Regions from separate parts of the Mus musculus genome. Here all the other regions are linked to region 2. Evidence: chromatin contacts called from public HiCAR-type, HiChIP or PLAC-seq and promoter capture Hi-C data. All regions are on one chromosome and are shown on one strand. The core of a region is the stretch at or near the end of the contact, and the rest is flanking DNA. Distances in the headings are between cores, read along the strand shown.

Region 1 (4,572 bases), core at 1,925-4,424, 680 kb after region 2:
CACAAGCCCTAAGATTAATACAAAGTTAATTTTCTTACACTGTGTTAGTCAACGTTCCGTTTCTGTGACAAAGTGCCTGAGCTGATTAACTTACAGGCTTATGGTTTTGGAGGTTTCAGGCTATGGTCTCTTGGCTCTATTGCTTTTGGGTTTGAGCATATCATGGACGAAGGTCTAGCAAAAGAAGCTGTTAAGTAAAAGGAAAAGATGAAACTGGGGCCAGAGGCTCCTTCAAGGCTTTCTCCAGCGACCCAACTCCCTCTCTCTAAGCCTCATCTTTTAAAAGTTCCACTACCTCTCTATAGTTCTCTAGGTTGCTTGACCAAGCCAGCATGTACCTTTAAGAGACATTCATTCTCGATCCAAGCCATGACAGTGGCTTCGGGCTATGGCAGGAAACACAAACAGATGTCAATGACTTCCATAGCGTCTTAGGGACTTGAGCTTCTACGATCAAGCCTAAGGTTTTTGAGGCCTTCGTATTAATCCGCAGGAAGCAGCAATAAGAGCAGGTGTGCATACTTCTTTAGTTCCTGGGTAGAAGTTTTAAACTTGGTCAGAGCCCCCATGTAGTCCAGCAGAGAGCTGGACACGGCTGGAGATAGGACATATCGAACATCTTCCTCCATGCTCACCACTCCGGAGACACAGGCATCCCTGGGTGGTGAGTTTTTCTCATTGCAGATCTGCAAATGCTGAGGTAGCTGGGCCGAGATCAGTGGATTTGGGGAAGTGGTTTTTCCCTTCCCTCCATTTTGTTTGTGTTTGTTTTTTGTTTTTTTGTTTTGTTTTGTTTTGTTTTTCCTGGCAAAGCAACACCTCACTAAGGAGTCTCTTTCCTTCTGTGCTCAGAAAGGAAGTTTTGCTGCTCCAGTGAACAGAAGGCCAGACGATGGGACTGGCTTCAGGTGGGGGCCCCCAAAGAAGCAACAGATTCCAAGTATTCAATAATAAATAAACCCCAAGCGACCTCTACGTGGGAGCCTGGGAGGCAGAGGGCAGCAGAGTATATGGAGAAGCCATCACTTCTGCCCTGAAGGTTCCTGTGCTCATTGTCCAAATGGTGGGTGGGACAGAGTCTTGGGGGACCATCTTCCCATCCCAGATGGGAGAGAGTGAATATCTGGGAGAGCCATTACTGCATATGAAGAAAGAGCCCTTGGAAGCCTTACAGAGTGTCTGTACCTCCTGGCTGGGTAGGAATGTGCTTTCCTATGACTTCGGTGCTATCGCATGGAGGATCTGGAATGCAAGGGTCCCATGCTATACTGTCCCCTCTGCAAAGAAGCAGGAAAGCCAGGTGGCTTTGTGGCCAAACATGGTCTGAGGTGGCTTGGGAGGTAACAAAAGGCTGGGATGAGTGTGGGTGGGGAGAGGAGTCCGGTGTTGCCATGTGGCCCCAGTGAGTTCACTCGCAAATGCTTCAGAAAAAGCCAGAACCCCAGCTTTTCAGGGGAAACCTTCCAGTCATTTAAAATTGTGAGTGAGATGGCTTTCCATTTCCATTTCCAAGAGTTTCCATTTCCAAGAGTTGCAATGGAAGGACGCTGGGAGCAACCGCCACAGACTCAGTATGTCTGAGATGGGTCTGCTTCAAAGCTTGGGGAGAGTGGCCTGGCTGAATCGTTCTGAGACTGGCTAAGCATCCTTAGCTCTCTCCTTTCCTATATCTCTTCCTGCCTCCCCAGTGGCTTCCATCCCACATTCATTTCCCTGGGGTGGAAAGACAGAGCCAGGCTAGTCTGTGACGGAGTCAACCTGCACGTACCTCCCATTCCCATACTGATATCTTCATAGCCCTGCTGGTGGGTGTTGTATTCAGAGATGGGGTCTTGAAGGAAGTCGACGAGACTAAATGAAGTCCTTGGAAGAAGAGAAATCATATGTCTTCCTCCAGCCTCTCTCCAAGATCGGCCGTGGCCTGGAAGGTCCCTATGTTAGTGACAACCTGTGACTGGGGAAGGCAGGCTGTGAAAGAGATGGGGAACACTTTATAAACAGGTGGCTGCTCCCACCTAGCTGTAGACTCAGGGCACAAAGGGGACCATGTTGCTTTTCCAAAAATGGAAGCAAGCTGCTCTTTCAGGGGTTTCTGCTCATCCCTGGGAAGTCAGCCTTTGCCTCCTGGGTCACTCACAGTTCAGAGAGCCAGCCTATCTAGGCATTTCTGTTAGGTAGGTTTTGAAGGCATGAACTCGGGTGGCTGGAACATCCTGTGGACTATGGAAATGGGAGGCTGTGGGGAGTGGAGAAGCAAGGGTCTGGGAGGCCTCTGTGCATGACGACCCCAAAGCTCTGGGCATGGCGGGGAAGCTGCTGCTTATGAGCGTGTGGCTGTAATCTAGCCAGAGAAACTGCTAGAGAGGTGGTTCAGGCACCATGGGGAAGCTGGCTATTGCTAGTCCATACTTGAGAAATTCCCCTTTCTCCTCCCTCAGTGGATCATCAATCTCCTTTTGGACACTTGGGTCCTGAAGCTCTTAAGCTTACTGTCAAAGTGGGTGTGACATGCACATCTTTAATCCCTGTACTCAGGAGGCTGAAGCAAGAGGACTGTTTTCAACGTCCAGACCAGAATGGGCTACATAGTAAGTGCCTGTCTGTCTAAAAAAAAAAATTAAATCAATAAATACACAAACATAATGTGTCCTTATGCAGCTTAGGCGAAGAGTGGCATATCTGAACAGGTGACTGTTTCCAGGATAGACTTTGTAGCCAGGGACCCTGTGAGGGCTCTACATCTCTGCTGGGCCTCTAGGAATTATCCTGCTTCCACCCCCACATGCAGGACCCACCCCCCAGCTCTCTCCACACCCCCATCACACCCAGGAATCCAGTCAGTTAGCCTGTCAAAATGCCCCTCAGTTCTCTCTTCCTACGGTTTTTCTTAGTCTTTCTGTCTAAAAGCAGCATTTGCTAACGAAATCGTGAGAGGCTATGGGGACCTGCCAGATTCAAATTTTTTTTTTGTTTTGTTTTTTTGTTTTTGAAAAAGATGAGGGCTCACCTCAATGTGTGCCCAAGCTGACCACCAACTCCTGATCTCATATCAGTTTTCCCAGTGTTGGGGTGACAGGTATACGTCACCAGATTCAGACGGATGTAAACTTCACACTTTAGCCTGTCCACTGAAACTTCTGCTTTATGGGTGATAAGCCATGGCCTGGGGGGGGGGGGAAGAGGAGCTCACTAATGATATCCTATGCCGCCATATTCACTGCCCCTTCCTGGTGTTGGTCCTTCAGGTAGGGGTAGAGAGGGAGGGGACCATTGGTGTCCAACTTAGAGGACAGTCTCTGCCCTTTAAAGAGGGCTCCCTGGCTCTTTGTTGTCACCTCTTGGCCTTTTTGACTTGAGTGAAACTGGAGACTGGTGGGTGGGGACTTGGGCACGCTTCCTGCTTAGCTGTTGTGCAATCTCTTTGCCCAGCTTTCTGTGTTGCAAGGAGAAAGCCAGGCAGACCCTGCAGCATCTGAAACCTGCTTTGCTGCCCCAGCGGGAGACCGGGACTGCTGGAGTCAGATGTGAGGGCTGCTTCCCTGGCTCTGTCCTTAAGCTTGTTGTTATCGGATGCTTGGCACTGGCTCCGCATGGTAACCCCAGAGCTAGAGAACCCAGGCCAGGGGGAGATAGGAAAATCCCCAACATATGTCTGTTGTCAGAAATGACAAAGCTACCTTTCTCATCACCAGGCCTTGCCACAGTGGAATCCTGTTTGTCAGACATGTCACTAAGGGCCTGAAGAGAGCTGGGGTGCCAGCACAAACAACTTTGATTACCTCTCTGGAGGCACAGAACTCTGTGTGTTGTGGGGAGAGGGCTTAGACAAAGATCTTTCCAGATCTGGGCCAGATAAGAGGCCAGTCATGGGCAACCAAAGCCTTTCGCTGCTCCTTCCCAGAAAGGGTGATAGATTGAGACATAGAATTAATATACGTCTCCCTATTTATATATAAAACCCTTACAAATCATATCCCTCAAGCCAGGTCTTTAAATAATAGAAGACTGTAGATTATAGCTTTATTAGCCCCTTCCAAAAGCTTATAAAAATCGTCTTTTGCCGCCGGGAAGACATTTTATCAGAATTTATGGCAACTCGCAGTCTTGAGCTATCAGATTGAGAAACCAAGACAATTTCTGAGGTTCTTCCTGCCGCCCAGGCCCCGGTCACACACTCTGTGTAAATTAAAATCGCTCACGCTATCTGCTTTATGAAATAAGACACTTGGCTCTCCTAGCTAAGCCTGCACTTTAATTAATATAGACTCAAGTAGGCAGAAGCCACCAACCTCAGTGAGTGACTCTGGAGCATGGGTGTGGGATACTGATGGAGAGACGTGAGGCCTGGGAAGCGGAAAGCCCCAACACTCCCCTGTAGGGACAAGGCTTCATCTTGGGCTCCCATGGTGACAGGCTGAAGGTCTCTGTTATTTAACAGCTAGCTGCCTAAGTACCTCAGGGCTGATGTTTGTCCAGGTATCATAGGGAAACTGAGGCTTTGCTTGCCAAGAGCTCCTATCTAGATCAGGGTAGTGATTTTATGGATATGGATATTGACATTACTTAATTAAT
Region 2 (4,340 bases), core at 859-3,358:
ACCCGCCTGCGAGCAAAGAGGAAAACACCGGCGTCCCACACACCCCCAAAGCCCCGTTCTTTCCCTTTAGTCTAGGCGAGAGCCCCACCAACACCCTCCCACTGTGCCCCTACATTTTTCTTGTCACCTGTTCCACTCTCCGGCTCGGCAGGCCGAGCATAGGCGGCTGCGGCCGCAGCGGGATGACCTGCGGCTCCGGGAAGTCCCAGCAGGTGCTGTGGGGCCGAGCCCAGCATGGACAGCGGGTGCGGCCGCGGACCGGCCGGCGGCCCTGGGAAAGGCCTGTTGGTCCAAGCGGGGAATTTGCCAAGCGGCGCCGACACGAGTCTGTGTGCCGCTGCAGCCGCTGCAGCGGCCGCGGGCGAGAGCTGCAGCGTCGGGGGCGCAACGGCTGCGCCGGGAGGCGAACCTCCGGCTCCGGGAGGCGAGCGGCGTGGGTTGTCCGGGCTGGTGGCCGTCTCGGCCAGTGACCAGATCTTGGGCTTCTGGAGGGCGGAGGAGGGCGCCGGGGCCGGAGCGCAGGGATCCAGGCTGGAGGGTGGAGAAGGTGGAGATGCAGGAGCCCTGGCCACGGGCGGTGGCGGTGGGGCCAGGCTCAGGACCGACAGTGGTCGGTCCTCCAAGCCTTCGGAGCTGTCGTCCGAGTCGCTAGTTTTGCAGTCCGAAATGGGTCCCAGGCCGAAGTCGCCGTTCCTGTGCGCCGCCCCAGCCAGGGTCAGCTCCGACCCGGCTGCCGCGCTGTCTAAGTTTTCCAAATCGATCTCCTCATCCTCGTCGTCGTCGGCCAGCCCCTCGCCCCCCGTGTCCTCCTCCTCTCCTGCGAGCTCCTCCTCCTCCATCTCCAGCTCGCGTTTGCTCTCTTCCTCGTCTTCCTCTTCGTCCTCCTCCTCCCGCTCGCTCCCATAAGCATTGCCCTCCTCGTCCGTGCGACTACGGGGAGCCCACGTCATCTTGTTCTCCTTCTTGAGGCGCCGGCGCGCGTTGGCGAACCAGGTGGACACCTGGGTGAGGGTCATCTTGGTGATGATGGCCAACATGATCTTCTCGCCCTTGGTGGGGTACGGGTTCTTGCGGTGCTCGTTGAGCCAGGCCTTGAGCGTGCTCGTGCTTTCCCGGGTGGCGTTCTTGGGACGGGACGGGTCCCCGAACTGGTACTGGCCATAGGGGTAGAAGGCGGGGTGCGGGTGCGGGAACGCGGCGGCCGTGGCCGGATGCTGGACGCCAGGGCTGTCCTTCAGCTCATACTGAGCGCCCTGTACGCACATGGAAAAGGAAGGGGACACGCGCGCAGGGAGCGCGAGTGAGCTCCTGCCGTCCCCACCTTTATCCTCCCGCCGGGACCCCAGCTTTCTTCTGCACGCTCACCTTGCCCCACACCCCAACTCCAACCCCTCTCTCCCGGGTTTCTCTGGCTCTTACCAGCTGTGGGAAGATGGGCAGCTCCGTGGCGTAGGGCAGGAAGGCGCCGTAACCCTGAGCGGCGGCGGCGGCAGCTGCGGCAGCGGCGTAGGGTGCCCCGTACACTGATGAAAGCACATTGGATAGGGACCCAGAGGCGGCCAACTCGGAGGCTCCGGCGCCGGGACCGCTCCGGCCCCCAGCGCTACTGCCGCCTCCACCGCCGCCCGCAGCTCCCGGGCGTTCGGGTGGGTAGAGAGGGCGGATGTACTGGTATCCGAGCTGGGGGAAGGACATGGTGGCCCGCGGCGCACCTACGGACTGGGGGCCCGGACCCCCGAGCCGCCGTGCTCAGCTCCGGACCCCGGCTCCGGAGCGCATCGGGGGCTGGGCCGAGCCCGGGCCGCGCTGCGTCGCGCTCCGCGTTCGCCTATTGATCTGCTCCGCGGCGGGCGGCGGCGGCGGCAGCGGCGGCAGCGAGGAGTCAGGTCAGGTCCGAACAGATTGGCCGAGATTCCCTGGGCTCCGGGCTCTGATTGACATTTCTACGGGGCCTCAAGCCCCTCCTCTCTGCGCAGCACTCCCTCCTCTAGGCCGGGCGAGCCGCTCTGCGCTAGGCGCTCAGTTCTGCCCTCCTCTCCGGGAGCTGTGTCGCGCCTCGCTTCCTTCGCCCTCCTCTAGTTTACACTCTCCTCCTGTCCTGTCCTCTCCCCTCCCCTCGCTGCGTCCCCCCTCACCCCACCCCTGGCCGCTTCCGCTCCCGAGGCTCCTTCGCAGTCCTGGACGCTGGGAAACTGCGGTTCTTTTTGCTCTTTCTGTTTCTCACGGTTGCTTTTGCTCACCTTTCTGCTCTCTTCACTTTTCCTAGTCTGACTCCTCTCTTTTAAATCTCTTTACTCTCTCGTTCTCTCTTCCCCTCTTCCCCGGTCTCCGCACCCTGAGCTAAGGCGGCTTAAAGTTGAAGACACTTAGAACGCTGTGCGGGGGGTGTGTGTCCGCGTCAGTGTCTGTGTGTCCGTCCCCGCCCTTCCACCCCCTCCTTCACCCTTCCCCAAATCTCGAGTCTGACGTCGCGCCCTCTTATTCGACTTTTCCCTGCGTCTCCTCCTGGAGTCGCCAATCACCCGGGAGCCTTCTGGGCGAGGCGGCCCTCCCCCGCGAGTACAGAGCGCCGGGCGGGGCGGGGCGGGACTGGACTCAGTCTCTTCCCGCCCCCTCCTGCCCGCACTCGGAGGGGAGAGCCGAGACCACGAGTGGCGGCTTAGTACAGGGTCACCTAGCCCCTCAGGTCTTCCAACTCCTCAATTCTCAGCCCCCTTCGAAGCTGTAGTTCCGGGTTGGGACAGGACCCTGGACCAAGGCAGGCTTCCGGGGCTTCCCGCCCTCCCCCCCCCCCCCCCGTGGCTCCCTTTGCACTTTTCAGCTCTGGTCCCTAGGTCGTTCTCCAAAGCCTAAGCCTGCAGCTAAAAGAGTGAACGTGCTGCCTGGGAGTTGGGAGTGCTGCCTCTCCGAGCTTTAAAAGACCTATTCTGTGCTGGGTGGGGGGAGGGCGGGGGAACCCCGCAGTTTGCTACATTTACACCTCCAGGGTACCTTGTTGAGAATCCTCACAAGAAATAGTGAGTTTGGCGCCTAGGTGGTCTGGTGGAACAAGCAAGGAGTTGGTGGAGCTCCTGGCTATGGAGTGGGGGAGGAGCAGAGAAACTTAGAGCCTAGGCTCTGGGAACTTTCCGAAAGCTCTTCCGAGAAGTTTCTATGTTGGTGTGATTTTTTTTTTTTTAATTGCGACCATTCATTTCACTATCCCCCTCCCCTTTCCGCTCTCTGGTCCCCAGACCCAGCGTTTTTCTTTTGGCGAGAATTCCCCCAGAGCCGTAGAGAGTGTGCATTGTGGGGGCGGGGAGCAAGACTTTGGTTTTATGGTAGGATATTTCCTAAATCTAACTTGAAATGTGAGTGTCCAAGTGCCCACCGTCACGGATTAGTGTGTGCAGTGGAAAGTCATACTGAAATTCCCGGGATAGCTGGAGCTCCCAGATAAGGCTGTAGCGGCGACCCACGCGCGGGCCAGGCCTGCTGTGGGCCTGCGGACTGAACAACTCCCCGGCTGCGATTCTTCAGTAGAGTGAAGAGCCCTAGCTTAGAGGCAGAAAAACCACCCCAAGGGCCTCCGACTGAACTAAGAATCAAACCGGAACTCGCCAGCTTGGAGGAATCTAAGGGTCCCGGGCTGGCCGGGCTCTAGTGTGAATACAGTTAGGGAATGGATTTCTTTCTCCCTGGCCCTGGCCTCCAGTTTTGACCCCCATGTCCCACCTCTGGCTGCATTCCACTGACCTTAGGCTCCAGGAGGTACTAACTCAGAAAATTAGTGGGAGAAACACAAACAGAAGTTTGGGGAGCTACCAAGTCTAGGGTTCGATGTCAGCATGTGGGGTCTTCCTAAATTGAATCTGTGCAGCTTCTCTGTGGTCTCCTGGTCTCCTTGCCTGGTGCTGGAGGTTGGCTTTAAGGTGAGCCTGGACAGAGGAGGCATAGTAGGATCAGCTCAGGCCTTCGAATGGCTTCCCCGCAGCCTGATTCCGTTTCTGGTTAAACCTGTCACAGGAAGCCAGGGCTCACCTGCTCAAGCAAAGGTCTTAGGGTTGTAGAATAGAGGTGACATTATTTTCCAGGATCTTTCCTGTGTATAGGATGGTGAGTCTTTTAAGACAGCCGGGACGACCTACCTACACAGAACTGGACCAGACCAATGGGCGACAGAGCCAGATTGCAAGGTGGGCGAAGGGGTTTCGCTGTACATGTCTGGGCAAAACCACGAGTATTTCATTCCTTTTTGTTTGTTTGTTTGTTTTGTTTTGTTTTTCAGAAGGGAAAGAAAAACAAAACGCAACACCACACAACAACACCACACAAGAGCCTCTGAGATGCTCCTTCCTTCC
Region 3 (4,006 bases), core at 1,007-3,506, 520 kb before region 2:
AGTTTTTTTATGTAGGATGATGTGACTTGTGATGCCAACATTATTTCTTTACTCTTCACCATCAATGACTGCTGCATCATCTCCTGGACATTCACACACTGAGAAACCGCAGCATGCATTGTCAACAGGGAGAGCATAGATTGAAATTCATACCAGAGGACTGACTGACTTCATCACACAGTGAGTAAACTTTAATCCGTGTGTGTGTGTGTGTGTGTGTGTGTGTGTGTGTGTACATACACACCAACACCTTAACAACTTGAGGAAGAGCCACAGGTTCCAGAAGAGACTAACTTGAGGGTTGCAACATATCTAGACCTCTTCAACAGGGCACATGACATTATTTTAAATATTCAAAGGATCCTTAAAGATAAGAACTAGTGAAAACAGATGAGATTGACTAGGGAAAACAGAATACCTTATCAGGGTATCTTAGCAACTATAATACTCAATAATAAGAATTCTCCAAATCAACTGAAAACAATAGTTTAAAAAGAAATTAAGATTCTATCCCTCTTAAGAGTTTTGTTTGAGATGTCAATTCAGATGTCTGAAAGACACAAGTTTTGGTATTCTTTATATCTAAGAAAATACAGAAAGAGCACCACCATTTAACTCCATGCACACTCCTCCAGAGAAACTCATGCAACCTGTCAGTCAACTTAATCATCGGGTGGATAAATCCCGACCACTGTGCTATTGGAATAAAGACTCCATTGACTCTGTGTGCCTACTGTAGGCTTGTGAAATGTAAGAAACATGTATAAGTAGTTTTAAAGTGTTATTGCTTATGGATGCACTCTGGTTCTAGGAATATTAAAAGTGAAAAATTATGTTCCATTTATTCAATAAAATGTGACCCTGTGGTAAGAGTACTAACTAAAAGTACATTTTTTCTCACTAAGTCTGTATTAAACCATTTTTTTGTTGTTGTTGTTATGGACACAGGGTTTTACTATGTAGCCCAAGGCGGGTCTGGAATTTGCAATTCTCCTGTCTTGGTCTTCTGAGTGTTATGATTAGAGGCATGCGCCACCATGTCGCTGAATCCAACTTCTACAATTCTCGTGTAACTGACTTGCAAATGTTCCAAAGGAGCAACCTTCTTACTATATTCCTGGGTGTATCTTATGGGTGCACACACAGGTGCCAAACTTGAATATAAATCTCTCACCCAACACAGTGTATCTGTGTGCACTGCGTCTGCGTATGAGTCAGTGTGGAATACAGCAGTCCAGACATCTTTAATTACATTTTACTCTATGAGACAAGACCTAATATGATTATGTTTAGTGATTATTCCTTAACAGCGACATTTTGACAAAGCATCTTGGTTAATAGAATAAATACAGACATCTTACTATTAGATTGCTCTGGTTTGATCTTTCAAAATCTGCAAGAGGCTTTCTTTGGATCTTCCCCACTGTATCAGCTATTACCTGTACAATCACAGACTTCTCTAACTACTGTTGGCTTCCATGAGTTATGAGAGTAAGCCTTTTATTTGCTGTATCCTTGGAACTTAGAACAATGCTGAGCACTTGTTCAATAAATATTTGTTGACTGTGAAATAAAGGAAAGATCAGAACTTAGGGATATTAAACTAATGAAAAACAACTTGGATAAAAGGGAATCTGAGAAACAATTCTTTTGGCATACATATAAGGCATATATGTATGTCATATATTATACATATACCTCCCCCCCCACTATACATACATACATACATATATATATATATATATGTAATATGCACTGCTTTGTCCCCAGAGGATAGCAGGATGACTGGCGGACAGTAGGCATACATGAAGTATTGGCTGACTCAGCAAATAAGCATCAGATGTCTGCATAAGTAAATGGGTGGTTATTTCTATGTACCTCTTTCAGTCTTTAGTTTGTCAAGGACTTCGGTTTTGTCTGTAAGATCAGATTTTAAGGCAGTTTCGAGCTGAGCAATCTGCACTTTCATCTGCTGCTCCTTTAACTTCCACTGCTCTTCATGGGCAGCACTGAAGGCGCTGTAAAACACACGTGACAGGCAAGGAGAGCTGGGAAATCAGCTTCACCCGAAAATAATAAAGAGAAAGCTTTTAGTGGCACAGAGACCACTGTCATCATGTCTTAGGAATTAAGTAAACATATGCTGGTCTGCTGCTGTTGAAACCGAGGCGCCTTGCTCAGGCTGCGGTTAGGGAACATGAAAGAGTTTGTGGGATGAGCAAAGGAACTGGCCTTAATTTAGAGCTCCAAAGCCAGAGAAGTTGGCAGCGTGCAGCTTTTGTGGACTAGTAAAGGAATTCAGATACTGTACACACTCCAGAGGAGTCCACGGCTCCAAACCTCAGCAACTAACAGGCAGGGCTAGCCTCCTCCACTTACAAGAGCACTCAATACTAAGAAAAGGCATCGCCCACCTGATCTACACTTAATTCTGAGAAAACGGCAAGTCTGTAATAATTTCAGACGTACTGAACCACACGGGGTAACTGACACTAAGAAGGGGTGCAAGGGCGGCTTTACCCTACAATAAGTCCAACAGGCTAACGAAGAACAAATAACTTGACTGTTGACACAGAGACGATTATGAAGACAGAATCATGATTGATTCCTTAACCAAGGCTTAGTGCTTTGTTCTGAGACAGGGTCTCTGGCATAGGCTGGTCTTGAGCTCCCTATGTGGCTGAGAATGATCTGAATCTTGTGGCCTGGTATCCACCTCTCTAGGGCTAAGACTGTAGGCATGTACCACTACACATGGTTATATGATGCCGAGATACAACCTAGGGCTCTGTGAACATACTCTACCAACTGAGCTACCTCTGCAGCCCAATGTAGTGTCAGTTACAGCTTAAATCTGCTAGTGATCAAGGCGTGGAAGACTAGAGGCAGCACGAGATAGGAACAACTAGATGCTGCAGAGGGAGAAAACAACCGTTTCTTTATCTAGTGGGTCTTGAACATGGCAAACAACGGTGCTACAGCAGCTCGCTTCTCTGACACGCAGGGACATTTCAAAGGGAGAGGCCTGGCAACTCACGTTTCTGTAGCCTCCCAGGTGATAGCCAGACTTCAGGAAAACTTATTTTGATCTGCATTTCAGCAGAAAACCATTATCTGTGAAGCTTGACGTGACTGGGGAATCACCCTCAGCTCCGAGCCTTCTACTTATTTTAAACTCAGTAAATAAAACAAAAATCTATACAGTCTGGCTTTATACTAATGAGGAAGTGAATGAAAAAGAAAAGTATTACTGGGAATGGCCCTTAAGGCTGCCAACAAGGCCTGAGGCTTCATTCCAAAAGAGATACTTTCTGTAAAAGGCACAACTTTAAAAAAAAATCTGTATTCATTTCACATTTTGAATACCTTTACTACATTTAAAATATCAGCTTGAAAATAAATGGAATTTCAGAAGCCACTCTAAATGATATGTTTTCCTCTCTCTATGTTCTCATTTCACATAGATTCTTAAAAACAACAACCACAGAACTGATATGCCAATAACTTAAGCTAATTTTTATCAAAGGTAGAATTACTTAGACATAAATGAACTTCAAATCAAACACATATACTTTTAAATACTACAGATTATTTCTTTACAAATTCACTTAAAAATGAAGAACATACATAATTTCGATGTCTAGCCAAATAAATACATATGCATGAGTGTAAGTGCATATATACATGTGAGTCTTCTATCTTTAAAAACATGTACCACCCAGAAAAAAAAAACTTAGCATGATGAAACAGGACAAGTATACATTCCCTCAGATGCCAGCAATTAGAAACAGTAGTGTTCTAACAGTGTGCGCACTGCAGAAGATCACCAGCAGCTAATCTGGCAGGGACATCAGAAGCGGTGTGTGTTTAAATTAAGAGCAATTTAGCAGCCTGGTTTTTCCAAACCCACAAAATACTAGTGTAAATCAGCATAAGTCAATCTGAATTTAGCCCGCTGCTATCTTCCCTCTAAATTTAGGCCTACATTCCACTGCAGTTTCATGAG
Region 4 (4,080 bases), core at 361-2,860, 570 kb before region 2:
AAGCCACTCCTCTTCTAAGCCCAGTGTGGGCTTAGGCTCCCTTGCAGCCAGATCTCAACTCCAACATGATCAAATGTGCACACAGGGACAGTGCTGCTATGGCTCTGGGACCCCTGTTCCTCCAGGTTCCACTTTACTAACAACGCTTCTGAGGGCAGTTTCAGTACGACTTCATATGACCATGCAATAGGGCTACTCAGCTGCTTGGCTGTTTGACTGACCTTAATCAAAACCCTAAGGTGTGCCCTGTGGGATGTGGACACATGGAATGGGAGACAAGGAGGTGATAGTGGCCCAGGAGAGGTCAAAATAAGTGGAGGCCCAGTAGCCAAGTTACCCAGCCCTGAAGAACCAAGGCCACTGTCCTTACAGAACACTATACCGTATGGGGTTCCTTAGAGCTACCAACATTAACAGAGACCAACACCAATAGTTCTGAGGGTTTTCTTTGTCATTGCTAGAAGGTCATCTTTGCAGATATATTTCACTAGTGCTGAGGGTCAGTCCCTCATTTTTAGAGGCTGTCAGTGTATTAAACTAAATGGATTTTTTTTCTAATTCAGTATGTGGCTTTTCATATATTCTCCCACTTCATAATCCTAAAGCTTTTAGGCAGTATTGGTTTCTAACATTTGAGGGCGAGAATAATGAAGGTAATTTAGAAGACAACTGAGGTTGGTGGTGTGACAGCTCAGTAGACAGAAGCACTTGCTGTCACAGGCCTGGTGACCTAGGAGCAATCCCTGGAACACTGGGGGAAGGAGAGAGCCACCTCCCAAGGGCTGGTCCCCAACTTTCACATAGGTGCCATGGCACCCAGCCCTGCCCCCCACTCTCTTTCCCATTCACGCTTAGTTTAAAAACTAGGACAAAACAACCCAGGCAGAAACAGTGATTAATCTCTATAGCGGTACACAGGCCACGACATGAACTGTTATTCTTACCAAATAATTTAAGTCTTTGATACATAAATACACATAATTTCTTTGTATTAAAAGCCTCTCAATTTCCAACTCCAGCATTCAAAAGAAAATGTCTTTCAATTAAATTTAGATGAGTTCTGATGAATTTCAATTGCTGTGGTAACATACATATAATTTAAAGTATAGCACTTTAGCTAGTTTAGAACATATGTCCACTGACATTAGGTACAGACAGGAGGATGCTGTCACTCCTCTTTCTCTCTAGAGTCTTTCCCCCATCCCAGCAGAAACTCTACCTATTCTTCAGTAACGCTCACCCCCTTTATCCACCCTGGGGAACCCTTACTTCACTTCACTTCCTGTCTCTACCAACTCCTCTAAGTGGGGCCACAGTCTGCCCTTTATCTCTGATAATTTCAAGGCTTATCCTCGCTGCAGCATGCATCCATCACATGCAATGCTGAATTATATTTCCACTATATGCACATAAAACTTTTTGTTTTTCCAGTCACCCTGTGAGGAATTGTGGGTTGTTTCTACTGCTGGGTGTCAGGAGCTTTGGACACAGTTGGCTATGTGCCTGTGCCCTTGATTTTGGTTCTTTCTGCTATTTACACAGAGGGAGAATTGCTGAGACATGCGGCGGTTCCATGTTTAACCTTCACAAATAAACCAACTCCCAGCTAGAATTCTGCACCACCCCACTGGGCAGCATTTATGGAGTGATGTTCATGCACTAGGCACTCCACTCCACCACAGGGTTAGGAGCAAGGTTGATTTACATTTCACAGATGACTAAGCAGAGAGAAGGCTAGAAATCTGTTAGCACATGGAGCTGGAGCCTACGCTCAATCGCCTAGTGCTCTCTGGTGTGTCTGTGCCACCTTCCTCTATAGCTAAGCTCCTCCTGGCATTTCAACCAGGGCATTTCCCGGCTGGAGACGGGATCGGTCTGTAGCTGAGCTGGGCATGCCACCTGCTTTCTTGTTCTTCTATAAAGTGATATTGACTAGATCCATAAAGCAGACTTAAATATTTTGGTTGACTTCTTAAAAACTTGTTTTCAAAAATAAAATTCTAGTTCCCAACCAATAAATTTAGTTTTATAAAAACATACCAGCTGGGTGTGGTGGCGCACGCCTTTAATCCAGCACTTGGGAGGCAGAGGCAGGCGGATTTCTGAGTTCGAGGCCAGCCTGGTCTACAGAGTGAGTTCCAGGACAGCCAGGGCTATACAGAGAAACCCTGTCTCGAAAAACCAAAAACAAAACAAAACAAAACAAAAACCCAAAAACCAAAAAACAAAAAAAAAACCCCAAAAAACCAAAAATCAAAACAAAAAAACACATACCAACTTGGAATTGTGCCTGTTTGTATAAATATAGCCTAGACTGGGCTTCTGAGTTTAGCTTAGTGGTTATCAGTTTTAACACACATCCCTGGTACTTAGATGGATTGGTTGCAGATTTCTGTGCTGAACCCTTGGAGATCTGATTCAGATTGAGGTGTCTGCAGTGTAGCCTAAGCCTCTGCAACTACATTGCTCCTCTTGCTGCTACTGCTGCCAGTCAGGATACCACCTACCAACAACCATCTCAGACCAACAGTTCTTTGCCCAGTTTTAAAAAATGGGATCAAGATGCACTGAATACTCTACATTTAATGTTGCGGGAAACAGGGACACTTTGGCCCACTAGTGTTACGACATGATTCTATGATCCTGTGAACACCAGGCTTTATATGGAATTCTAAAAAACCAGAAGGGTATTTTCAAAGATAGTTTCAGTTTTTACACCTTTTAAAAAGTAATTATGTTATCCAGGCAGTGGTGCAAATTTTTAATCCCAGCGCTTGAGAGGCAGAGGCAGGAAGATCTCTGTGCATTTGAGACCAGCCTGGTCAACAGAGCGAGTTCCAGAACAGCCAAAGCTACACAGAGAAATAATGTCTCAAAAAATCAAAACCCAAACCAAAATAAAACTGACTCTCTGAAAGTTACAGTGTTTAACTCCTATTTCCACGAGAAATCACATCTGTGTCTAGAAATTGCTGTTTTGACAGAAACTTCACAAGCACATCCTTCAAAAGCTATGATAGTCCAGACTCAAGAGCTTCACTTACCATCCAACTTACTACCTTCCAGTCTCAGAAATGGGGAAGCTCTGTTAGGTGTGATTATACAAATGGGGCTGGGGGCTGGGGGCTGGAGAACATTATGCTCAGTGCAGTAAGGTAGGCTAGACAAGTGGTATCTAGGGAAGATGATCACAGAGGTTAGGGTTAGGATAGTGGTTTCCAGAGAGGGATGGGAAAGGTTGATCACATGTTCTGGGTCATATTGGATAAGAGAAGTAAGTTCTGGTGTGCTACTGCTCTCTAGAGAATGACTATTTCAAAGAGGAAAGGATTATATTTTATCACAAAGAAGGATAAACATTAGCGAAACCAGACAAGCTTAGTCTGATTTGAACATTACATGTGTATTACAACATCATGTAGTACCCCGTAAAGATGTGTGGCTATTTTCTACTGTTATCTTTTAGGGTTCAGGGTCTAAGCTTAAGGCCGCATGCTTGTTAGACAAATACTTTAGCACTGACTACACCTGCACTCCAACATTTATAATTATCGTGTCAATTAAAAATACAGTAAAAACATCCCTTACTTTGTGAGGCTGGATAAATCTCTATATTCTCTATCAATATCAAATTGAAGAAGAAATGCAGATGGATTAATTATAGAAGGTGTGAACTTTGAATCTTTGATAACTTTTATATTAAAATATTATCACCCCTGTAATCTTTATCTTTGCCAAATTTCTCTTCCTATTAGTAACAAATTCTGATGTTCTACATCCTTTTCATTTTCTGAATTAAACTTTAATTGTTCCAGAAGATAGACTGCTCAATCCTTAGAGACTAAGGGTCCAGATCTGCACAAGTCTCATGAAAGCCTCAGCCGATTCCATTAATCTTTCTTCTTCCTACTGTCAATTCCCCAGAAAGCTTTATTCAGCCCAGACAACAGTCCTCAGGCCGACCATTAATCTTTCTCCCCCAAACTATTTTCTTTACTCAGCATTCTCTGAGTAAAATTTCCAAGCCCAATAAAATGCAAATGTTTTACTCTTGCTACCAATGTCTATCAAGTGAGTTGA
Region 5 (3,939 bases), core at 945-3,444, 1.0 Mb after region 2:
GTGCTCCTATGGCTTGTGCACTCCTTGACTCTTGACAAATAGACCTTTAATTAAGTAGAAGGAGGCATTAGGTTCTTGGCAGGCAGCATGGCTCAACTGGGATATTCGGAAGATGTTAGATGGGCTGGAGACTGTAAGGGTGGTGTACTGAGCAGAGCAGACCTGGAAAAGTGTGCCTCACATCCAGGATGGGAAATTCCTTTAGAACATTGTTTCTCAACTTGTGGGCCGCAGCCCCTACAGGCCTCATATATCAGATATTTTTCATTACTATTCATAAACAGCAGCAACATGACAGTTATGAAGTAGCAATGAAATCATTTTGATGGCCGGGGTTCACCACGACATGAAGAACTGTACTAAGGGGTCACAGTGTTTAGAAGATTGAGAACCACTGCCTTAGAACCAAAGTCTCTGCTGAGGGCTGTGGGTCCCTTTGCAGGACAACACAGGGTATGGAATGTGATGTGAAAACATATAGAATCTTTCAATGGATTTTAGAAAATTGTGTGGAAAAAATACACAGCATAAAATTTGCTATTTTCCTTCTTTTCCTCCTCTTCCTCCTCCTCCTCTTCTGCCTCTGCATCAAGACAAGCTCTCACAAGTGTCCCAAGTTAGCCCCAAACTTACACTTCAGCCTCCCATGTCCTGGGTTGTCAGGCACACAGTAGCATCACAGGTGGCTCAATGTTTAACTGTTTCCAAACACAGGAATGGTCTTAGGTAAAATCAAGCTGTTTTCTGGGATAGCCACCATATATTCCCAGAACATTTCTTTGTCACCTCCAAAACTAAAAATGCTGTCCTGGTTAAAATAACTCATGTGATCTGCCCTTAAATACCAGTAGTGAAGAGGCTGGGACAAAGTTCAAGAATATCCTGACCTATAAATCATGATCTCTACCAAAAAACAAAACAGTAGCTCACTGTTCCTTCCTCTGCTCTTCCCAGGCACCCCTACTCTGCTTACTGTCTGTGTAGCCGACTGCCTCATGGCTCAACATAGGGGGAATCACATGACCTATGCCCTTTACCATCTGGCTTGTTCCACTTAGCATAATACCTTCAAGAGTCCTTGTAAGGCAATGATTCACACACATAAAAGACGGGCTTACAAAATGAGTTATAAAAAATAAAGTTATGGAAATAATTTTAAGATGATACAGCATTCTGTGTGCTTTCTTGAAAAGAAAGAAAGAAAGAAAAAAGAAAGAAAGAAAGAAAGAAGGAAGGAAAGGAAGGAAAAAAGGAAAAAAGGAAGGAAGGAAGGAAGGAAGGAAGGAAGGAAGGAAGGAAGGAAGGAAGGAAGGAAGGAAGGAAGGAAGGAAGGAAGGTAGGTGAAGAGGTAAGCCGAATAATTATTACAATTTCCAAAAGGTAATGAGCCGATTTCAAGGTATTTTTGAACACCTGGAACATCTATTGATGATTAAGTCGCAGAGTTTGCCGGTGGAGCTGGGAAGATTGTATTGTGTCGCCACATATTCAGCATTAAAGGACGTCTTAGCTTTCATAAGTTAGTTAGCAAATATGAAAAGAGGTTTGTTGTATTTTTATCACCTCCTCCCCAAAACAAATCATGGACTTCCCAGATTATATGCACTGATATTTTAGGAAGTTCTTGTTCAAAAGATCTGGGTAGGGGCATCTGTTGCCAGCGGATTGTCTCATGCTTGATGTGGAAGTGAGGCAAAGGCTAGATTCTCCTAGTTTTTATCTAGCCTCCTTACTAAAGGCAGTGGCCTAGTTTGGTGACACCAAACAACTTCCATGAGTTTGCCAGGCACTGTATTTGAATGGTGGTTTGAGAGAGGATGTGACTAAACTCCATTTCACTCTGAAAGCAACTCTAGCTATTCCATTGAGGCCCATGGTTCATTTGTGTCTGTTGTGCAACAAAGCACTCAGATGCAATTACAGAGACAGCCCGAAGCACGGGAGACCCTCTATGTGTGGAGACAGCAGTATTCTAACCACAGAGGCGACATATTGCCCTATTCAGAGTAGTTGCTTAATTTTTCTCATTTACAAACAGGCTTTGGATAGCCAACCTTTAATTAAGACTCAGTTTGCTTTTCAAAAGCAATGCATTCTAATAGATACCATCTGGGCTGGGGTGGGGGCACTGCAGAAATTATAACTACAGCTGCAAACCCATGCGCCGTGCAGCTGGCTAACCATGAAGGCCTTTGGGAAGGGAATTGTTTCCATGTGCTTAGGAGACTAGGGCATGCCTAGCTTCAAAGCCGAGCCATAGAGCCAGGACGCTGGCTTTTGCCTTCTTGTATAAAGAGAAGACAGGAAGAGGCAAAAAAGCAAGGCAGGGTAGGTATTGACTTTAATGCCCTCTGTCCGGAGATTCTATCACTTTAAAGGCACTAGTGGTTTGTTTAGAAGTATTTAGTAGCTCAGATCATAGGCTTTGAAAAGGAGGATCTTAGATATCCGTGTTTCTACAGACTGAAAACATCTCAGTACTTGAAATGTATGAGTGTTCCTGTGACAGGCCAGCCCTTCCCATTCAGGACTTCCAGATAAAACAGCATTCCCCATTGCATTAGAATTTCAAGTAAACAATGGGTAAATTTTAATAGAAGTATGTCCCAAGATATGTGCTAAAATCACTCATATGCATTGCTCATTATTTATAGGAAGATCCAGTCCAAATGGGTGTCTTAACTTCATATTAATTAAATCTGGAACCTCTCCCTCTCCTCCAATTGGTTTCTAGGACTGTTCCTCCTTATCTTTGTAGAGAAATGCTGGGCCAGCCTGGGACATACTGATGTTAGTCTGGAGATACCTCTACAGTCAGCATAAGGGTTACATGACCAACCTTGGGAGTCTGAAAGGCCCAAGATGGATTCCAATTTGCACCTACTTTCTGGTGGGTGACTTTCAAAATGTTACTTGATCTCCAGAGCCTTACCTCTTTCCATCAAAGCACAGAGGGACGAGAATCATAGCTGATGTCCCACTACAGCTGTACTAGCCACTTAAAAAGTCAAGCATTTTCGCGGACTGGTTAGCCATGATTTCCCAGACACCACTCCAGCTAGCGGTTCTGGCTCTTCCCTTCCTCTCTGCAGCAATGAATCCTGAACAAAATGAGAGGCATCTAACCCCTCTACAGTGTCCTGGTTGTCCAGTATTTATGGTTTATTGACAGATTGATAAATTCATTTTCCACCTGTTCAGAAATGACCACTTCAGATGGTCACTGTAAAATTTAAATGAAAAACTGTGGAAGCCAGGCATGGTGGTGAAGGCCTGTGGTCCTAGCTACTCAGGAAGTTGAGACAGGGAGACAGCAAGTTTAAGGATTTCCCTAGGCTACAGAGGGTGGTCTGGGCTAGCCTGGGAAACCTAGTAAGGCCATATCTCAAAAATTTTTTAAAAAAGTAAAAAGAGGAATTATGACTTAGTTCAGTGGCAAAATACTTGACTAACATTGTGTTAGGCCCTGGTTTCAAGAGAGACAGAGACAGAGAGAGACAGAGAGACTATGAGAAAAGACCTGCCCCCAGACACATGCTGAATCAGTGAATGAATGAATGAATGAATGAATGAGTTCACACAATACATATGCTACTTACAAGGAAGAACCTTGGGTCTTTTCACATAGCAAAATCTCTTTCTAGCCTACTGTCTCCTACTCTTTCTCTGGTACAGGTCACAACTACAATTCAAACTTCAAAAAACCCTTCAGATCATTCTGATTTACTTTAAGTGGAGAAAAACTCTGGTGTAATTCACTGAGCTCTATAAACCAGGCTACCAACGTGCACTGGGCCTGGAGATGCTCTGAAAATACCCTTTGCTCGAAAGCCTTCTTTTTTATCCACTGTCCACAAAGCCTGAAACGCCATCACCGGTGTTTTAACCATCTTAAAATACTGAAGTGGAGCTTTTCAAGGTATTTCTCAAGGTTTGTTC
Region 6 (4,409 bases), core at 969-3,468, 630 kb before region 2:
CATCACATGTTCTATTTCATAAACTCAAATGGGCACCAGGAAAGTATCTGTGCATTTAGAATTAAAGCCTTTTTTTTTTTTTTTTTTTTTTTTTTTTGGTCTGGAAACCAGGGAGGACCCGTGTCAGGGCTGTGGGCCACTGAGGATTCTTCTGGCTTGGTAGGGACAAATGCAGAAGGAGCTGGGACTCCAGGGTCCACTGTGTCTAATTCTAAGCCCAGGTCAGGTCCTTGTTTTCCCTTTGAGATTGAGTCTTGCTATGTAGCCCAGGCTGGCCTCAAACTCAGTCCTCTTGCCACCAGCTCCAGGGTTTCTGAGTTTACAGCCACACCATCGACACTGGTACTTGTTATCCAAGGGCACCACTCTGGCTTCCAAAGGCTTGCCTGCAAATCTTAAAATTTACCAGACGGTGGCTGACAGGAATTCTCCTTTGGTTTGGCCTGTACTTGGCTCCCTTGAACTGGACCTTTCGGGAGAGCAAAGAAAGCCTAGTTCTTCAAGGGTGGTCTAGTGCTTAGAATACTAGTGGTTGGGAGCCACAACGCTGTGGTGTCTGTACGGCCTTGGCTTAGTCTCCTCTTGGTGACAGCCTTTCCCTTGCTCCACTTTGGTTAGGACCTGCGAGGCTGCTATGGACAGTAAACTTGTTCCCATGTAGCTATTCTTAAGTAGAGTGGTTTCTGGGCTCCTGCCTAGGCGCTCAGGAGGCAGCTGGAACCGTCTCAGCGAGCAAGCCCTACTTTCCAGATACCTGTTAATGTTTCATGCAGAACACCTGCTCCTTTGTGAATACCAAAGATTCCACAAACAACTCTGACCTTCACTGAGCCGCCTTCTCAGCCATACCCCACCAGGTTCCTGACTCCTAACATCGAGTGGCCCTCAGCCACTCCCCTATCACCACACCCAGTCATCCCAGGGTTTCCAGCTGTGGCATACCAAAATCCCTCTGCAAAGTTACCCTACTTGGGAGCACAGGGTCCCCAACAGCCTCTGAGACTTTCAGCTCTTCCCAAGCATCAAGTGAACTCAGGTACAGGTGCCCAGTGGGCTCTGCGTGCAGCCCCAGGCTTCCTGGCCACCTGTACACCGCTTCCCTCCGAACACCCACTTGAGTGTCCAACCACAGTTAAGGCCATGATAAAGTGCTAAATCCCCGTGCTTTCCTGAAAAAATAATCACCGAGAGCCCCCTTTGATTTCTAGGGCCATTGAGACTCCTTGCTGCCCTTCCTGTCAGGCCTGCCCTTTGAACAAGCTCACTCCATAATTTAGAGTTTGAATCTCGTTTTAAATGGCAGTTAAAAATTGTGTGTGGCAGTTCACAATGAAATTTAGCTTGACAGCTTGGACATAAAACTAAAAATAAATGACTTCACATCCAAATAATAAGTAATAACAATGTTAGCCTGCATAAGAATAGCAGGGCTGGATTCAAATACAATATTAATTTTAGGGATATGAGTGACTGGGGAGAGTCAGAGGAAAGAAACAAATCCTTCACATAGCAACCGTCTCCTCTTATCCCCCAGGCAACCGGCTGCCTTTCACCTCCGCGGCTCGGCAATTACGTGGTGTAACGGAGGCAACGCAAATAAGCAGAAAGATTTTATTAAACCAAATGAGCAAATCATCTGCGTATTATTGCGATTTGATTGACACTGACAAGTGTCGAGCAGACTCGGATGTGAATATGATAAAGAAGCCGGCAGAAAAGCTCTTGATAATGTTACTCTTGATAAAGTTGCCTGGCCACCCTCGCTCAGCAAATAAAGCGGAGGGGACTAGAACGCATATTAATTCTCCCGGTTTGCAGCCCAGCGGAGGACGGGAGGGGAGAAAAGTTGCAACGGCTTCGGCATGTGGCATTTTATATGAATACCAAAATTGCATTCATGATTCACACAGACTTTACGATAATATATTAATATTAAAACTAAAGGTCACCCCACATAACAGTTAAGCTGCCTGAGCTTCAACCTTTATACCAATAACAGACTCTGGGAAGTAAGGGAGAAATATTTGAATATCAAAAAAAATTTTTATTTTATTTTATTTTATTTTTATTTGGGAAGATTGCTGGCTAACACCAGCTGAGGTAGCCCTCACCCACCTGCCCTCTCCGGGGACAATTAAAGGGCTACCTCCAGGACGGCTGCAGTCAGACAGCTGAGGCTGCCTGTGAGGAGAGACGATTAATTGCCACAGGCCTTCGGGCCCTCGCATGCCTGCGTTCCACTAATGATTCCCTTCTGAGCAGGTGGAGCGAGCTACCGCCATGCCAGCTTTCCAAACGGAGTCAGCACAAAACTTTCCCAGGCTACCAGGGCGCTCCGAGCAAATGGCCCAGCCCAGGCAAGGCTCTGTCTAGGACGATTTAGGGAGAGACCTGCCTGGAGGCAGGGGGGCAGCTAGGGTGACCTCTGGCGCTCCCCCACCCCTCCCCAAGAGCTGGTTTGCTCTGATTCTGTCAGGCAGGATGGCTCAAACAAGAATATCTTGGGTAAGGTGAGTGGAACCGGAAATGGCCCTAGAAGAGCTTAGAGAAGAAAGGGGGACCTGAGGAGGATGGCTGGTCACCCCACTGAGGCTTTCCTCCAAGCCAGAGAGATGTTTCCACAAGCAGTAACATCTGCTTCTGGAGAAAACGAGTTTTAAGTGTTGGTCCTTAGCTGCCCAAGGAAATGTCAAGTGTGGGCTGCCGAGATAGGGTGGGCCAGCAACCCAGTGAGCCCATCACCTCATAGCTGACAGAGCCCGCGTGTGCTTTAGACTTGAGTCTTTCCTCTTTTAGCGAACTCACTGGTAGCTTGCAGTTGACCACAGTGAGAGGAATTTACACCACGGGAATTGGCAAATGCTATAAAGCATCCCACTGGCCGGTGGGTGGTGGGTAAGGTAAGGAGAGAGGTCGCTTTCACCAGATCTCTGGGTCCCTTCAGTCTTTTACCAGTACCCCCACAAAGACATGGGAAGATGGCTTCGTGAACTCCAATATGACACAAAATAAGGGGAAGGGAGCAGGGTTAGACAAAGGCCATCTGACTGCTACTGTGAGACAGACAGCTCAGATAGTATCTGCCCGTTGGGAAAGAACCTGGGCTCTGGTTTCTGTCTTCTCTCTGCCCTAGCATCTCCCTTGCTCAGTCAGCACAGTGTCTCTGGTCTCTTATGGCATTCTGGTGACCTGCTCTCTCTCTCTCTCTCTCTCTCTCTCTCTCTCTCTCTCTCTCTCTCTCTCTCTCTCTCTCTCTCTCTCTCTCTCTCTCTCTCTCTTTCTTGATTCTGGTCACTCCCCAACTGGCTCAGCCTCAACTTTGGCTTCCCAGGGTGGCCTAATTCAGGAGGACCAACCCAGGGACTTCTATCTGGTGTCTGAGCAGAAACCTCTGTGCTCCCTTTATTGCTTTCTGTCACAGTTTTCCTTCTCCAAACCAAGCTAAGAGGCGGGGCCCAGGAGACACATCCAGTGGGCCCTCTCCTGCCTCCACACTCCCAAGTGTTTTCCAAACATGGCCTGGGGGTTGGGGCAGGCAAGAACGTTAATACACCAGTGAGAAATAAAACCAAGGGCCTGCAGAGGTGATGTAGCAGGACAGTGCTTGCCATGAACATGCAAGGACCTGTGTTTGGTCTCAGCACCCATAAAGAAAGTCAAGTGTGGCGCTACATGCCTCTAATCCCAGCCCTGGGGAGTAAAGATAGGGAGATTCTCGGCTAGTGTTGGCCACTAAATCTAGCTAAATTGGTGTGCTTCAGGTTCAGTAAGAGGCTCTGTCTCAAAAAAAGATGGAGTAGAAATACTAAAGTAATAGAGAAATAATAGGATGTAATAGAGAAAACACTTGACTTATGATACAGTGGTATGGCATGCACCCTTGATTGATGGTGTACATATATAACCCTAGCCCCACACTATAGAACAAAAATTTTAAAATAACAAATAAAATTGTTTTCTAAATGTTGTTTCTAATCTAAAAATGTCCCCTTCCCCCTACTAATGTACTACGGATTGAACGTTGGACATCCTAGGCAAGCACTCACCCCTGAGCTGTAGCCCCAGCCCTCTCTTTCCCTCTTTGAGAAAGCTTCTCATGAGATCACCCAGGCTGCCCTCAACCTCAAGCTGTATCCCTAGCAGGCTGGAACTTGCTGTCCTGCCTCAGCCTGTGGAGTAGCTAGAACCACAGGCTACCACAGAATGACATACCACATGGCCCAGGGGGACACTGGGACATCTTCACCACTCTGAAAGATGTCCAAGCACTGATGCCTCTAGGCTTGGGGCTTGATCTGATAAAGGGAGGATCAAGATTATATTCTAAAAGGCAAAGATAGGAGGAGGAGAGAAGAGGAAAGGGGAAGGGAGGAGAGGAGACAGAGACAGAGATACAGAAAGACAGACAG

What was found. Promoter capture Hi-C pulls out the DNA fragments that hold promoters and counts their contacts. HiCAR-type assays count read pairs that join an accessible place to other places. HiChIP or PLAC-seq counts read pairs in DNA pulled down with a chosen protein or histone mark.
Region 1: an H3K27ac HiChIP or PLAC-seq map of acute myeloid leukemia shows a contact between it and region 2, with 8 times the contacts expected there. The contact joins the enhancer-like site here to the promoter of Irx3 in region 2. A contact is called at or near these places in 8 of 39 promoter capture datasets (the 3T3-L1 cell line, cranial neural crest, epiblast stem cells and 4 more), 1 of 484 Hi-C or Micro-C datasets (myocytes), 7 of 115 datasets of contacts at active chromatin or transcription factors (acute myeloid leukemia, craniofacial prominence, embryonic brain and 4 more) and 4 of 9 other capture datasets (adipose tissue, embryonic stem cells, embryonic tail and 1 more).
Region 3: a HiCAR-type map of fibro-adipogenic progenitors shows a contact between it and region 2, with 6 times the contacts expected there. The contact joins the enhancer-like site here to the promoter of Irx3 in region 2. A contact is called at or near these places in 6 of 39 promoter capture datasets (cranial neural crest, embryonic stem cells, frontonasal cranial neural crest and 2 more), 4 of 115 datasets of contacts at active chromatin or transcription factors (embryonic stem cells, fibro-adipogenic progenitors and stem cell-derived neural progenitor cells) and 1 of 9 other capture datasets (embryonic stem cells).
Region 4: a contact with region 2 is called in a promoter capture Hi-C map of liver, with 3 times the contacts expected there. The contact joins the enhancer-like site here to the promoter of Irx3 in region 2. A contact is called at or near these places in 6 of 39 promoter capture datasets (the 3T3-L1 cell line, cranial neural crest, frontonasal cranial neural crest and 2 more), 3 of 115 datasets of contacts at active chromatin or transcription factors (embryonic hindbrain, neural tube and stem cell-derived neural progenitor cells) and 2 of 9 other capture datasets (adipose tissue and liver).
Region 5: a contact with region 2 is called in a promoter capture Hi-C map of frontonasal cranial neural crest, with 5 times the contacts expected there. The contact joins the enhancer-like site here to the promoter of Irx3 in region 2. A contact is called at or near these places in 3 of 39 promoter capture datasets (cranial neural crest, frontonasal cranial neural crest and hippocampal neurons), 1 of 484 Hi-C or Micro-C datasets (embryonic stem cells), 2 of 115 datasets of contacts at active chromatin or transcription factors (embryonic hindbrain and embryonic midbrain) and 1 of 9 other capture datasets (embryonic stem cells).
Region 6: a promoter capture Hi-C map of hippocampal neurons shows a contact between it and region 2, with 2.8 times the contacts expected there. The contact joins the enhancer-like site here to the promoter of Irx3 in region 2. A contact is called at or near these places in 10 of 39 promoter capture datasets (the 3T3-L1 cell line, embryonic stem cells, hematopoietic stem and progenitor cells and 4 more), 8 of 484 Hi-C or Micro-C datasets (cardiomyocytes, cumulus cells, embryonic fibroblasts and 4 more), 10 of 115 datasets of contacts at active chromatin or transcription factors (astrocytes, craniofacial prominence, embryonic basal ganglia and 6 more) and 3 of 9 other capture datasets (embryonic stem cells, embryonic trunk and pancreatic islet).

The regions. Positions count from the first base shown.
Region 1 is chr8:92,480,122-92,484,693 of GRCm38.p6, forward strand. No RefSeq gene overlaps it. Among named protein-coding and RNA genes, the nearest start is that of Irx5, 120 kb to the left of the region's middle. Within about 2 kb of position 3,175, at least 12 of the 459 cell types and tissues checked have an H3K27ac peak or open chromatin away from gene starts, as enhancers often do. A contact at or near this core is called in acute myeloid leukemia, where this site is marked.
Region 2 is chr8:91,799,546-91,803,885 of GRCm38.p6, forward strand. It overlaps Irx3 (Iroquois related homeobox 3), which reads right to left and starts at 2,109. Exons shown (of 4, transcript NM_008393.3): 1 at 1,420-2,109; 2 at 128-1,253. The coding sequence starts at 1,695. It overlaps Irx3os (a long non-coding RNA gene), which reads left to right and starts at 3,791. Exons shown (of 4, transcript XR_003947581.1): 1 at 3,791-4,175; 2 at 4,268-4,340.
Region 3 is chr8:91,278,840-91,282,845 of GRCm38.p6, forward strand. It overlaps Rpgrip1l (Rpgrip1-like), which reads right to left. Exons shown (of 26, transcript NM_173431.2): 10 at 1,879-2,018. It overlaps Gm36163 (a long non-coding RNA gene), which reads left to right. Exons shown (of 5, transcript XR_003947578.1): 2 at 113-180. Among named protein-coding and RNA genes, the nearest start is that of Gm36163, 7.1 kb to the left of the region's middle. Within about 2 kb of position 2,257, at least 43 of the 459 cell types and tissues checked have an H3K27ac peak or open chromatin away from gene starts, as enhancers often do. A contact at or near this core is called in fibro-adipogenic progenitors, where this site is marked.
Region 4 is chr8:91,225,956-91,230,035 of GRCm38.p6, forward strand. The region is part of intron 23 of Rpgrip1l (Rpgrip1-like); the gene reads right to left. All of the region lies in intron 4 of Gm36243 (a long non-coding RNA gene), which reads left to right. Among named protein-coding and RNA genes, the nearest start is that of Gm36243, 17 kb to the left of the region's middle. Within about 2 kb of position 1,611, at least 12 of the 459 cell types and tissues checked have an H3K27ac peak or open chromatin away from gene starts, as enhancers often do. A contact at or near this core is called in liver, where this site is marked.
Region 5 is chr8:92,795,632-92,799,570 of GRCm38.p6, forward strand. No RefSeq gene overlaps it. Among named protein-coding and RNA genes, the nearest start is that of Mmp2, 30 kb to the right of the region's middle. Within about 2 kb of position 2,195, at least 14 of the 459 cell types and tissues checked have an H3K27ac peak or open chromatin away from gene starts, as enhancers often do.
Region 6 is chr8:91,169,548-91,173,956 of GRCm38.p6, forward strand. No RefSeq gene overlaps it. Among named protein-coding and RNA genes, the nearest start is that of Aktip, 38 kb to the left of the region's middle. Within about 2 kb of position 2,219, at least 20 of the 459 cell types and tissues checked have an H3K27ac peak or open chromatin away from gene starts, as enhancers often do. A contact at or near this core is called in hippocampal neurons and second pharyngeal arch cranial neural crest, where this site is marked.